3 separate regions of the Zea mays genome follow, and all the other regions are linked to region 3. Evidence: chromatin contacts called from public Hi-C data. All regions are on one chromosome and are shown on one strand. Each heading gives the region's core, a stretch centred on a gene start, on an enhancer-like site or on the middle of the called end of the contact. The rest is flanking DNA. Distances are from core to core; before and after follow the strand shown.

Region 1 (4,066 bases), core at 68-2,567, 220 kb after region 3:
TTCCTTTTGTGATTTGTTTCCTTTCGAAATTTTGTCAATCTGACGATCGTTTAACCAGGCATCTCTAACTCGAAGCTGCTTGTAATTTTGGTGGCGGCGCGTGATAGCTATCAGATTGTAAAGTCGTGCTGGGCTCTACTCCTATTTAACTGGTTGTCTTCTACTGTTCACGGGCGAAACTAAAGGTTATTGTTAATTGCGTGCCGGGCCTAAAAAAGCACGACCCGATTCAAGCACGGCGGGCTTTAGTGCCATACTGGACCTTCATTTTAGTCCATAGGCACGATAAAACCCGGCCCGAAAGTAATTCGTGCTGGCCCGGTCCGACACTTTGAAGCCCGAAGCACGACGGGCTCGTGCCGGGCCAGCACGGCAATGCCCATCTTGCAGGACTAGCTTGCAGGCATTGCCGTAGCAGCTGTGGCCGCGTGCTCGAGCAGTACTTGAGACTTAAGAAAGGGACGGGTGGCTTGCGACTTGCATGTTGGAAACTTGGAGCAAAGAACAAGTAAAAAAAATGCCGGCTGCGCACAGCCATGAGAGAATGAATTTGTGGTCATGCGACTTTAGGTTTTTACCTTTCTGTAGTACCTTTGCGAACTCTAGATTGCAAGAGCAATCGTGCTGATAACGTGTTAAGAACTCTTTGCTTCCGAGTGTAGTCCAAAGGCTCCTTAAGTAAAAGTGAAATCACAAACACGGGAGACACAAAGATATAGGTGGAACTGATATTCTTATTCTTGTATTCAGTTCTCTTTATATTACAACAAATGGTGGTGTGCTTATTAATATATAGTGGAAAGTTAGGGTTTCAGCTAGATGGGCCACATAGGCCTGCGGGGCCTAAACTGATTTCTTAACAAAGGCGACGGTAAGAAACCAAGGCGACGGTATGGAAAAGAAGGAACAACACGAGCTAAAAAATTACGCCCGTGGAATGGACGAGGATCCCTAGATGCCGATTTTTTTCAGGACAGACACGAGGCCAGCGATGGAGGTATAGGGCGCGGGCGAGGACAGGCCAGGGAAGCTGAGCCCACCAGGAGCGAATTGGCGAAACCGCCTTGTTGGGCTGAGGATGGGCCGGACGGCGGGAGAGCGGATGGTTGGCTGGAAAGAGGTCCGTGAGAGACCGGGCAGGTCCGTCTCGAGGCTCCAGCTGCCACCCGTCACCCGTGTCCGTGTGTGGTGCCCGCTGCGCCGCGCAAGGCCTCTCCGGTCGCCGACGGCCCGACCCCACACGCGCCTTCGCCACAACGCAGCCCAGTCCACACCTTCGCGCGTACGATAAATGGCGCAAAAAAAATACTTGCCGAGTTGTTCAACGAACCAACCAGCCTAGCGACGCCGACGCCGCCACGTCCCAACGAAAAAGAAACAAAAAAGAAGAAGAGGACAGACTGCCAGAGTCATGGCGGCCACGAGCTCCGCCTGCGCGTGCGCGGCGGTAGCGCTCGCGTCCTTCCCGTCCGCCGCCTCCACCTCCGCCCCTTCCCGCGTCTCGGCCAGCAGCCACCGCGGTCAGCGGCACTCCAGGGCCGCCACCGTCAGATGTTCCAGCACGTCGCCCAACGTGTCCCAGGGCGCGCCGGCGCCGGCGCCGCCCAAGCCGCAAATCGAGCTCGAGTTCGTCGGGGTAAGCCTGCCTCTCTCTCTCTCTCTCTCTCTCTCTCTCTCTCTCTCTCTCTCTCTCTCTCTCTCTCTCTCTCTCTTACCCTTCCTCCGACGCCGACGCGAGAGTATGCATGGTCGCTGGATGCCTGATTTGTTTGGTCTGCACTCTGCACTCTGTGACGCTCTGTAGCCGAAGCCCGGTGCCGACGGCTCCTTCCCGGTGGACCGGGCGGAGGCGGCCAGCGGCGAGAAGCTCCTCCGTGACGTCATGAACGAGAACAAGATCGAGCTCTACGCCGCATACGTGAGCTCTGCTTTTCTTCTTCATTTGTGTTGTGCTGTAGCCTGACAGACAAAGCGTGGTCTTGCTGTATCGCTCGCAGGGTAAGGTGATGAACTGCGGTGGCGGCGGAAGTTGCGGCACTTGCATCGTCGAGGTACTTCCTCTCCACCCCAATCTACAGCACCGAATGTCTGCAGTGCAGCTAAAGATTGGGGAGTGGACACACTCCCAACAACAGCAGAAGCTGGATTAACGGGAGGTCTGATTTGGGTGCTGCGAATTCTACAGATAATCGATGGAAAGGAGCTCCTGAATGAGAGGACGAACACCGAGAATCGGTACCTGAAGAAGGTAGGCATTGGACACTGGACAGCGCGCAATGTTCACTCAGCACTCAGTTGCTCTGTCTTAACTCGTTTGATCTCCCTTGTCTCTGGCAGAAACCAGACTCATGGAGGCTAGCTTGCCAGACTATTGTAGGCAACAAAGAGAACTCTGGCAAGGCAAGCTTCGTTTTGTTCCCCACACATCGTTCAATCAACACTTCACTTCCATATGCATTGAAAAAGAAAGTTGTTCAGTGAAGTACTTAACCATATACACTGTCAACTGTCATTTGCATTTTTTTAGGTTGTGGTCCAACGGCTGCCCCAGTGGAAGAGATGACCGTGCAGTGCAGCACCACGTTGGTGGATGATTGATCGTCCAGTTGTATGTCACTAAAACGCCATGCCCTGTGCATTAGAGAAGAGACAGAATCACCTCGTCATATCGCTTGTGACCAGTTCTCTGATACTAGTTTGCAAGTCTGGGCTTCGGTCCACAGTATATATGTGGGATATATATCTGTAAACAAAAAAAACAAGAAGGCAGGGCATGTTGGGATATATATCTGTAAACAAAAAAACAAGTTTGGGCTTCGGTCCACAGTATATAAGCTGTTTTCACAAATGGAGACCAGAGTACTCCGGTGTATGTTGGTAGCTTTCTGAAAGAAAAAAAAAACAAGAAGGCAGGGCACTAGAATTTTCAGCCCTTCAAAATTTCCTTTCCTGCATGTTGTCTCTACGGACATATGAATTTTTAACGAACATGTCACTGCTAACAGAGGCGTGCCTCTCTGATACGTGCATGGTGTCCCGTTACATGATTCTCTCCATGCCATCGTGAATTCGTGATGCAGAACAATGTGATATGGATGTATCTGATTTGTAATGTTTTGTATGCTTATATTCCAATCATCCGTTGTAGTCTAGCTGGTCAGGATATTCGGCTCTCACCCGAAAGACCCGGGTTCGAGTCCCGGCAACGGAACTTTTTTATGTTTTTTTAGATATACTCATCTTTTTCAGAAACTGCGTCGCTGACCGCGTGCTCATTAGGGAGGTCCGAACTTGCTTCAGAGCATTGTTGAAAAAGCAACAGCATTTGTGCTTCCGGTCATAGCTAGTATGGTTCTCGTTTTCTTGGTTCACAGATAGATGGAGTAAACCTGTTGGTTTGCATCGCAAGGCCATTGAGAGCCAACTTTTCAAAGATCACAAATATGGCCATTTCAAAAATTAAATTACACTGCAACGTCTTTATTTGCAATAATACTATATGGCCATTTCAAGATTAAATTACAGCTGTAAGATGAAACAGTGGATGGAATACAGATTACTACTACACTGATTACCCATACCAGTGTTCAAGATTAAACAGTGGATGGAATACAGACCTAATCTAAAAATTAAATTACACTGCAACGTCTTTAAGTAAGCTTCAGACATTTTGAAAACAAACAGCACTGAATGATTCTGCATACCAGTCATCCATATATATATATATATATATATATATATGTATATATATATATATATATATATATATATATATATATATATATATATATAGCCTATTGGCAAGATGGAAAGTGAAATTAAACTGTAGGACACCTGTTCATCCATAAACAGGCAAAGATACATGTAGAGTGTCAGCACTCGGCAGTCTTAAGTTACAGGTATCCTTGCCTTAAGAACATAAACATCCGGAAATAGTTACAACTTACTACTACACTGATTACCCATACCAGCAAAAGGAAAATAATAATAAGCAGGAGCAAAATAGAGAACACTACACTTGCTGCGCCTCACCAAAAGGGGGGGAGAGCACCACATTCGCTTGTTC
Region 2 (4,009 bases), core at 173-2,672, 180 kb after region 3:
ACTTGCAGTCCCCGTCTCCTGACTGCGTTTATGAATTTCCTTATATTCTATAAAGTTAATGAGCCTATGTATTTACCAGAGCCATGTAACTTTTGAACCTTTGGTCACCTAAGTCTGCAAAGAAGTACCCTTTAAGTTGAGTTGGCTTCAGCTGACCCTTGTAAACAACAGTCCTGAAGAATAATAAAAACGGATTTCACAAATAGTTTCTTCGAAAAAGTGGAAGACTTGAAATAAAGTAACTTGAGAGGAGCTCAAATCACAAAAAAAATCAGCATCTATATGATACCCTTCTGTTCCTTGATCGTTTCAGATTTCACACGTTATATTTTCTTAAAAAAATGAATAGGGTGATAAAGTGGAACCTTGAAGATAGAGAGCACGTATAGAAATCATTTGGTCCTCCGTGCTCAAGACATAAAGCTTCACGGATGGACTTGATTGAGAGCCCACGTAGGATGTACAACTGCATATGCAATTTGCAGAAGGAAGTCAACAGACAATGTCTATCACACAGATTTCAAATTTTATAGCTCATCAAAATGACCTGTTGCTCAAAGTCAGCCTTGGAGTGCATGCTCTTAGACACAAACACTTGTTCGATCGTTGGTTCAGTTTCAAGCGCTGCTTTGCCCAAGTCCGAGTTGTCTGTTGGAACCCGACGCCACCCAAGCACTACATGTCCCAATGACTCGGCAATCTGCAGTCCAAATACATGCCGGACAAAAATGAACACGCTTTTGTCTCGACTAGATTTTGCCCTTTTCTTCTTCTTCTTTGTACTCTTTCACTAGACTAACCTCATGGAACACAAGCTTGGTCTTCTCACGTCGGTCATCATCGTGGGGCATGAAGAACATCCCTACGGCGTACTCACCTTGCGGTGGAAGCTCAAAGCCGGCGTCCTTGGTGACCTGACACGACACAAAACCAAGCACAAAGTGACCCCTCGGCCACAGAAAGTCCTTCTCCCTCGTTAACAACTTCAACTAAACATAAGCTTGCCTCTCTGAGAAAGGCATCCGGCAGTGCAACAAGGATGCCCGCACCATCGCCGGTGTTCTTGTCACAGCCACAGGCGCCACGGTGGGACATTCTCTCAAGCATCTCGACGGCGTCGACGATCTACAGTTCAGACACAGGCCACGTTAAGCGAACTCTGACATGTACAGGGGCTGGCACAAAGCACTGAGTTACTGAAAGCTTCAGCAAGGAAGAATAAGGAATGGAAGTATGAACTCCAAGCAGGCGCGCGCGTAGTCGCGGAAGCGCTCACGGTTTTGCGGCTGGGCTCGGCGGAGAGCTCGGCGATGAAGCCGACGCCGCAGGAATCGCGGTCCATGGACGGGTCGTAGAGCCCAGTGTCGCCCTGCGGTAGCTTCGACATGGACCTGACCCCCGCCGCGGCCGCCGCCACCACCGAGCCGCCGCCGTGGCGCCGCGCGGCGCGCTCGGCCCACGGCAATGCCCGCGGGCGCCGCTGGGCGGCGGGGAGCGGCGCGCCGCGGAGGAACCGCCCGCCCTGCGCCAGCGACACGCAGCGGCGGTGCTGCAGCAGCGCCCCGGCATGCGCCGCTCCAGCTGCCCTCACCGTCGTCCGGCCACGGGGCCTGCCCGGCGCGGGAGCCGCCCGGAGCTTGAGAGCCAGGCTCTGCGTCGCCGACATTGCCCGGCTTCGTAGGGAAGTAGAGAGAATGCCGCCTCCTCGCCGATGGTACTTATCTACGTGCAACCGCAAACGCAAACAGACAACGCATGAGATTCCAAGGACGTATCAGAAACAAATCTTTAAAAAATCACTGACAAAACCAATGATACCCTGCTGTGCTTGGCCTTTGGCTGTGATCGTGCTCCTCGCGCTCTTCGCCAGGAGACGTACGCTGCGAAACGTAGCGGGGGGTGACGGTGAAGGCCGGTGCTTGTCGTCTCGGCGGCCCTCCGCCTCTGCGCCGCTTCCCTGTCTCTTCTTCACCTCGCAGGATTTCACAGTACGCCGCTCTGTGCTCACTGCTCAGCGGCGCACGCAAGAATTTATACCCGTGCCGTGCGAGCTAAACCCCTGCGTGTTTTAAAGTAGTACTGCTCATTTCTTTTTATTTTTTTTACTATTTTTGTTTATCTCCCCCTCTACCTCGTCGCTCGTCTGATTCTTGTTGATTCCTTAGCTGGCAAAGGCAACTGCCAATTTGGCTGGCATCATTCGTTAATTAAGCTGTCAATACACTACGGTGACAAAGATTACAAATATAGACGTGTTTAAGATAGGTTATTAAGAGAAGTGAAAAATGATTACAAGAGCAACTCCAATAGATTAACAAAAAGATTAGCTAAATTTACTGATTTACCTACTCTTTAAAATAAATTTTAAAAACAATAGACTATTTCAACAGACTTTGTAGATTCAAAACTCTATACCGCGCGTGATGCACGCTATCAAAAAATTGAGAGAGAAAATTAAAGACAGATAGCTACTAAATTTAAAGAGTTAATATAGATATGTCTCTCCTTTAATAATATCTAAATTTATATTTACAAAACATCATGTCTAATCTTTTAGAGTTGCTCCTTTTACTTAGGGTATGTTTGGTTGGAAAGTCAACTAAAATAGAGCAGTTCCATTTAAGTTTTGAAAATAGAGTCATTTTATTCTGTGTTTGGCGAGAACAGAGTCGCTTCATTTTTTGTTGGTTGTAAAGTGAAATAGAGCGAAGTTGTTTCCGTTCTTTGTTTGGTTGGAGAGCCATATGAGTGTAGAGGAGAGAAGACAGATGGGAGCGCTCGCATCCGATCATTTTGTGTAGCGCGAGCATTCCAATTATTTATGGTAAATTTTTATACGAAGACTTTAGAAACCGTCTCACTCTTTTTTTGGAAACAAAAATCTAAAAAAGGAATGGTGTCGTTTCATTCCCCTACACTCCCCAAAAAACACATCCTTACTCCTTCCATTTTTATTCGCATGTATTTTTTGGCTTTGGCGTCGAGGCGTGTAACCTCGACGACAATGAATTTAAACTAAAAGAACATACTTATAAAAAAAAACTTTCTAAAAAGGCCAAAAAAACAAAAATAAAAAAGGGCCAGGTACACCGCCAATTGGTATTTGGTAACCAGCGTATAGGGATCGGCTACCACCGCCGTCGCATCCGGCGGCCGTGACAATGCGGGGAGCCACAACCGCGTCCGCCCGCTTGTAATCTTCTTCTCCCCGGCCGTTTCTTGTCGACCCACTCGGTTTGGGGCTCCCGTCGGCGCCCATCCTGGGCGGCGTCGCGATCCACGAACTACTAACATGTTTCGGCAAGATCTAGACTGGAGATAATCTAGCTTGTCGATTAATATCTGCAACCCGGACGTGTTGTACGGTCACCAGATCCACCGATGCGACCGATGATGCTTACGATGATGTTCTTTAATCATGTGTTCATCAATTTCCAGAGATATAGATCTGTCAATCTCTTAGAGACGTTTACTAGAATCGTTTGTCTCTAAAGATCGATTAATGGATGCAAACACCTTAAGATGCCTCTAAAAATAATTCCATCCAAAAGTTATCGATAACTTTTTAATATGAAATCGGGTAGATACAAACTTTATACCAAAACAATGAAGCTTTGTAGTTGAGAGTTTTTTTTTCTATTTTGAAATTGTTTAGAGTCCCAAAATATTATTTAAGGTTCATATATTTTGAAATTTGAAATTTTTAAACAACCTTGATGTTGTCATGGTATATACCAGAGTTATAGCGGCTATCCTGATCTATGTTTCTTTGATAAGTTTTTATTTAAATTTGTTTAGTGTCTCACATAATTATTTTCAATTTTCATATTCTGAGATTATTTTACTTTTTGAAAAATAAACAATCTTGGATGGAGACACGTTATATGCTAAAGTTATAGTGTTTTTCTGCTTGACAAGGTTTCATATTTTATATTTGAAACATTTTTTCGAGTTTATTTAGTAGTCGAAGTATTTAATACAAGGTTACGGAATATCTATAAAAAAGGTT
Region 3 (3,653 bases), core at 802-3,301:
ATGCTGAACATAATTTTGTACACTCTAACTACAACACACTTGAATGATGTATTATCACCTTAAAAAATGCATTCATGCATGCTTATTAATCCAGGCCTGCATATATGATTATAAAGTTCACCTAAACTGTCGTGGGAAATAGTACAACAGACGACCCTTGTGACACCTTGAACGAGCAATTGTCTGCTCAAGACTGTCACCATCATATGACCCTACTCCTTGCCTCATTACTGAAAAGCAGCAAAGGTTGATCCATTTAACTAATTGATAAACAGAATATCATGATGAAAGAAAAAAGAAAGACTATTCTGAATGGAGCATCAAGCATAGAGATCATGCTCTGCTTAAGCCTCATGAGTTAATTTTCCGGAAATCACACCGAGTTATAGTAATGGACCTTATGGTTCTGCAACACATACCATAGCGATCACAATGATGAGCCAACATCAAACCAACTTCCATCATCAGCTTCCCAAGATCTTTAAATGCTACAAAAAAGGGAAAAGAAATCTGTAAACATAGTCTAGTTTCCAGGTATGAATGTGAAAATGCAAAGGAAAAAAACAGATTGAAGTCACATTGATGGCTTATCGAATGCATTCAGTCATACCTATCTCAAGCTCAGGAAGATTATCGTTTGGCCATATATTTGGTCGGCAATATGATGGATACCTGCAGGTTAAACATCATCAGATGTTTAAAATGTTAGATCATGGTATTGGACCATGATGGAAATCGAGACGACAGTTCCATGCTAGAAACACTTTACCTACTTACAAGCACATCATCAGTAGTAGGGACATCCAAAACAGGGTTCGCATAAAAGGAACCTTTAAATGTGTCTGCATGCAGTAATCAGAGTTTATCTTAGGAAAGAAGTTCATGCACAATAGTCATGGGAGCCGAGCAGAGCTCAACAGATAGCCTCATGGTAGGAATGAGATCCTGTCCAAAAACTTGCTTTCTTGGCAGCACCGCAGCAGGTTTCAAGGATGAATAGTACTCCTACCCCACACATACAACAGGATACTACATGATAACTCACGGAATGGACCAGTGTCATACCAAGTTTCCCGGACTCGAGTTTCTCCTTCCCATGACTCCACCCAAAGTTATATCTGCAGATGACAAGTGCATATAATATAATCTAGCTGCTAGCAATCGATACCCTAGTCACAAGCAGGAGTTTTCAGGTGGGTGCGATCATAACGAAATCGTTGACAAACAGCACGACCTGCTATCTGGATCTTCAAGCTGTTTCTTCACCTCTTCAGGAAGGTTTGCAATCCTGACAAATAAGCAAGCAAGCAAGAACGAAGAACAGGAACCTTTCATCAATCATCATCAGTAAACAAACAACTCTTGACTCAGGAGCAGAATAAACCACCCAGTACAGGAGGAATGAGGGGGGCATATATAACATGTTAATATGTTATGAGCATAAACGACATGCCTGGGTGCCAAGCGCAGCAGCCTTTTTCTTAGCTCTGGAAACTCAGGTACCTGCGTGGACCAGGATCAAGACAGTTTAAGGAACCCATGGCTCGAAATCACGATGCAATCAGTTCCACCACGGTTGCTACTCACATCGGCAATGGTGACGATGCCGAGCCCATGGGGACCCAGACCTTCCTCGATCTTGTCGCCAAGGTCCCTGTCCGGCACCTGCGCACGCCCACCCGCCGCCGCCGCCGAACGGCACGTGATCAGAATCATGAGAAGTGACACACACACACACACACATTCCCTCCCTCCCGAGACGGCAACACTCAACACCGGGGAAGATTACCCTGAGGTCGGCGAAGGGGATGGTGACCGCGCGGACGGTCGGCGGCCGCTCCTGCTCCTCCTCGTGCTGTTGCATCGCGCGGCAACGGTGCCGGACCCGGCGGGACGACGCGGGAGCGAGGGCGAAGGAGACGACCTGGCCCCGTGATCTGCGCCGGGCGGCTGGACCTGCAGCCCAAGTGGAGGTGGTTCGTATTCCCACGGCGGTGCCCACCTCCAGCACCATGACGTCGCTCTCGTGTCCCGTTGGATTCAGTTGGGTTGGGTTGGGTTGGGTTGTGGCCTGTGGGTGCCGACCTCGTTTTGGCGGCACCTGGCGCAGATAGATGGAGATGAAGAGTTTGTGCCGTCACGTCACGCGAACGCTGCCCCGGTGACCTGCTGACGCAGTGATGGAGACTTGGCGCTCGACCGTCCGTGTGGCGCAGTGACGTGAAATGAGAGAGAGATAGAGCCCCAGGCCCCAGCTAGGCAGCCCGCACGGCGCTGGCCTGTTTCGCTCTAGTGACAAACAATGTGCATATGATGTAACCTACCTAATCTGTAGTGCTAACTCTTTTATTCTCATTCCGTTCAAAAATATAAATCATTCTAAGATTTTTGCGGAGTCAAAGTTTTTTTAAGTTTAACTAAATTTATATAATAAAGTAATAGCATTTACGATATCAAATGTATACCATTAGATTCTCTATTAAATATATTTTCATACTATATTTATCACATGTCATGAATCTTTTATGATTCTCTCTATACTTTTGATCAAACCTTAAAAACTTTGACTCTCAAAGAATCTTGGAAAGACTTATATTTTAGAACGCAAGGAGTACTTATTAAAACTTTTTATTTGTGCTGGTTGCAAACTAATTTTTAGGCTGCAACATAAGAACATTTACCATGGGTGTCTTTAGTTGTCTTCGAGTGTGTTTAAGGGGTAATATAAAAAATTTTCGAGTGTGTTTAAGTGGTAAATGTAAAAAGTCTCAAAACACGTATTTTAACGAAGAAAATGTGTCTTGGCTCTATGCTCGAGACAGAGAACTATCTGATTGGTCAATTTAATTTATTAAATAATTTGATTGATGCATGGATATAGTAAGTGTGGGGGATAGATATCCCCTGGGTCCACTAAAGATATAAAAGACCTCACGAAAGGCCCAAGGGCCCAATAATTCGTAAGGTCATTCTTTCGTGGGCCTGGGGAAAGACAACCAACAAAGAAGAGAAGACGTGAGACCGGATTGGTGCAAACCCGGACGGCCCACAACGGCGAACGAATAAATCGCAACAGAGACCCGACTTTCCTGCGCTGAAGCCCCCATGCAACGGAGCCATGCGAGGATAAGTCGGCGAGGGTTACGTAGGGATAAACTCAGGAGGTTCACCATCTTTTAGCTACTTGTTGTTATCATATCCACATGTACTGCCCCACGGTCGAATATATAAGGCCCAGGGGGCACCCCTTCAGAACGATCGACCCTATTTTACTTAGCCACCCACGTAAACTCTCTGCGCCCTCTATCCAGAGAGTCCTCTTGTAACCACGCTCATATACTCACCAGGACGTAGGGTGTTACGCACTTCTAAGCGACCCGAACCTGCAAATCTTGTCCATCGTCCCTCGTGCGATCGGCATGAACCATTTTGCTACAGTCGTTGACACCGTCCTACTCCTAAAAACACCTTGAGGGGCAACCCCGGGTGTGCGGTCGGACCCAAAACACCGACAGCTGGCGCGCCAGGTAGGGGGTGTGTCGACGATCCAAGCTAGCTCAATGGCCGTCACCTTCCGCAGCAAGATCACCGTGCGTCCCGGATCTGTATTCTGCTTCGGGACAATCTCATCTGTAGCGGACGAAGAGGGAATT

What was found. Hi-C and Micro-C count contacts between places; a contact is called where the count stands out from the background.
Region 1: a contact with region 3 is called in a Hi-C map of tassel, with 2.5 times the contacts expected there. The contact joins the promoter of LOC100284503 here to the promoter of LOC100277913 in region 3. A contact is called at or near these places in 3 of 25 Hi-C or Micro-C datasets (ear, leaf and tassel).
Region 2: a contact with region 3 is called in a Hi-C map of root tip, with 6 times the contacts expected there. The contact joins the promoter of LOC103630705 here to the promoter of LOC100277913 in region 3. A contact is called at or near these places in 10 of 25 Hi-C or Micro-C datasets (bundle sheath, ear, leaf and 2 more) and 1 of 3 datasets of contacts at active chromatin or transcription factors (seedling).

The regions. Positions count from the first base shown.
Region 1 is chr6:174,718,210-174,722,275 of Zm-B73-REFERENCE-NAM-5.0, reverse strand. It overlaps LOC100284503 (electron carrier/ electron transporter/ iron ion binding protein), which reads left to right and starts at 1,317. Exons shown (of 6, transcript NM_001329697.2): 1 at 1,317-1,636; 2 at 1,805-1,918; 3 at 1,998-2,051; 4 at 2,186-2,248; 5 at 2,338-2,400; 6 at 2,528-2,848. The coding sequence starts at 1,412. The coding sequence ends at 2,563. It overlaps LOC100282594 (Serine/threonine protein phosphatase 2A 57 kDa regulatory subunit B'), which reads right to left. Exons shown (of 3, transcript NM_001353132.1): 3 at 3,821-4,066. It overlaps TRNAE-CUC (transfer RNA glutamic acid (anticodon CUC)), which reads left to right and starts at 3,139; the gene lies at 3,139-3,211.
Region 2 is chr6:174,756,152-174,760,160 of Zm-B73-REFERENCE-NAM-5.0, reverse strand. LOC103630705 (glutamate synthase 2 [NADH], chloroplastic) reads right to left here and starts at 1,422. Exons shown (of 22, transcript XM_023300388.1): 1 at 1,277-1,422; 2 at 1,006-1,125; 3 at 801-914; 4 at 548-700; 5 at 366-466; 6 at 77-173. The coding sequence starts at 1,387.
Region 3 is chr6:174,940,334-174,943,986 of Zm-B73-REFERENCE-NAM-5.0, reverse strand. LOC100277913 reads right to left here and starts at 2,051. Exons shown (of 15, transcript NM_001366016.1): 1 at 1,790-2,051; 2 at 1,588-1,665; 3 at 1,454-1,503; 4 at 1,235-1,288; 5 at 1,066-1,118; 6 at 770-842; 7 at 611-672; 8 at 420-488; 9 at 122-230. The coding sequence starts at 2,014.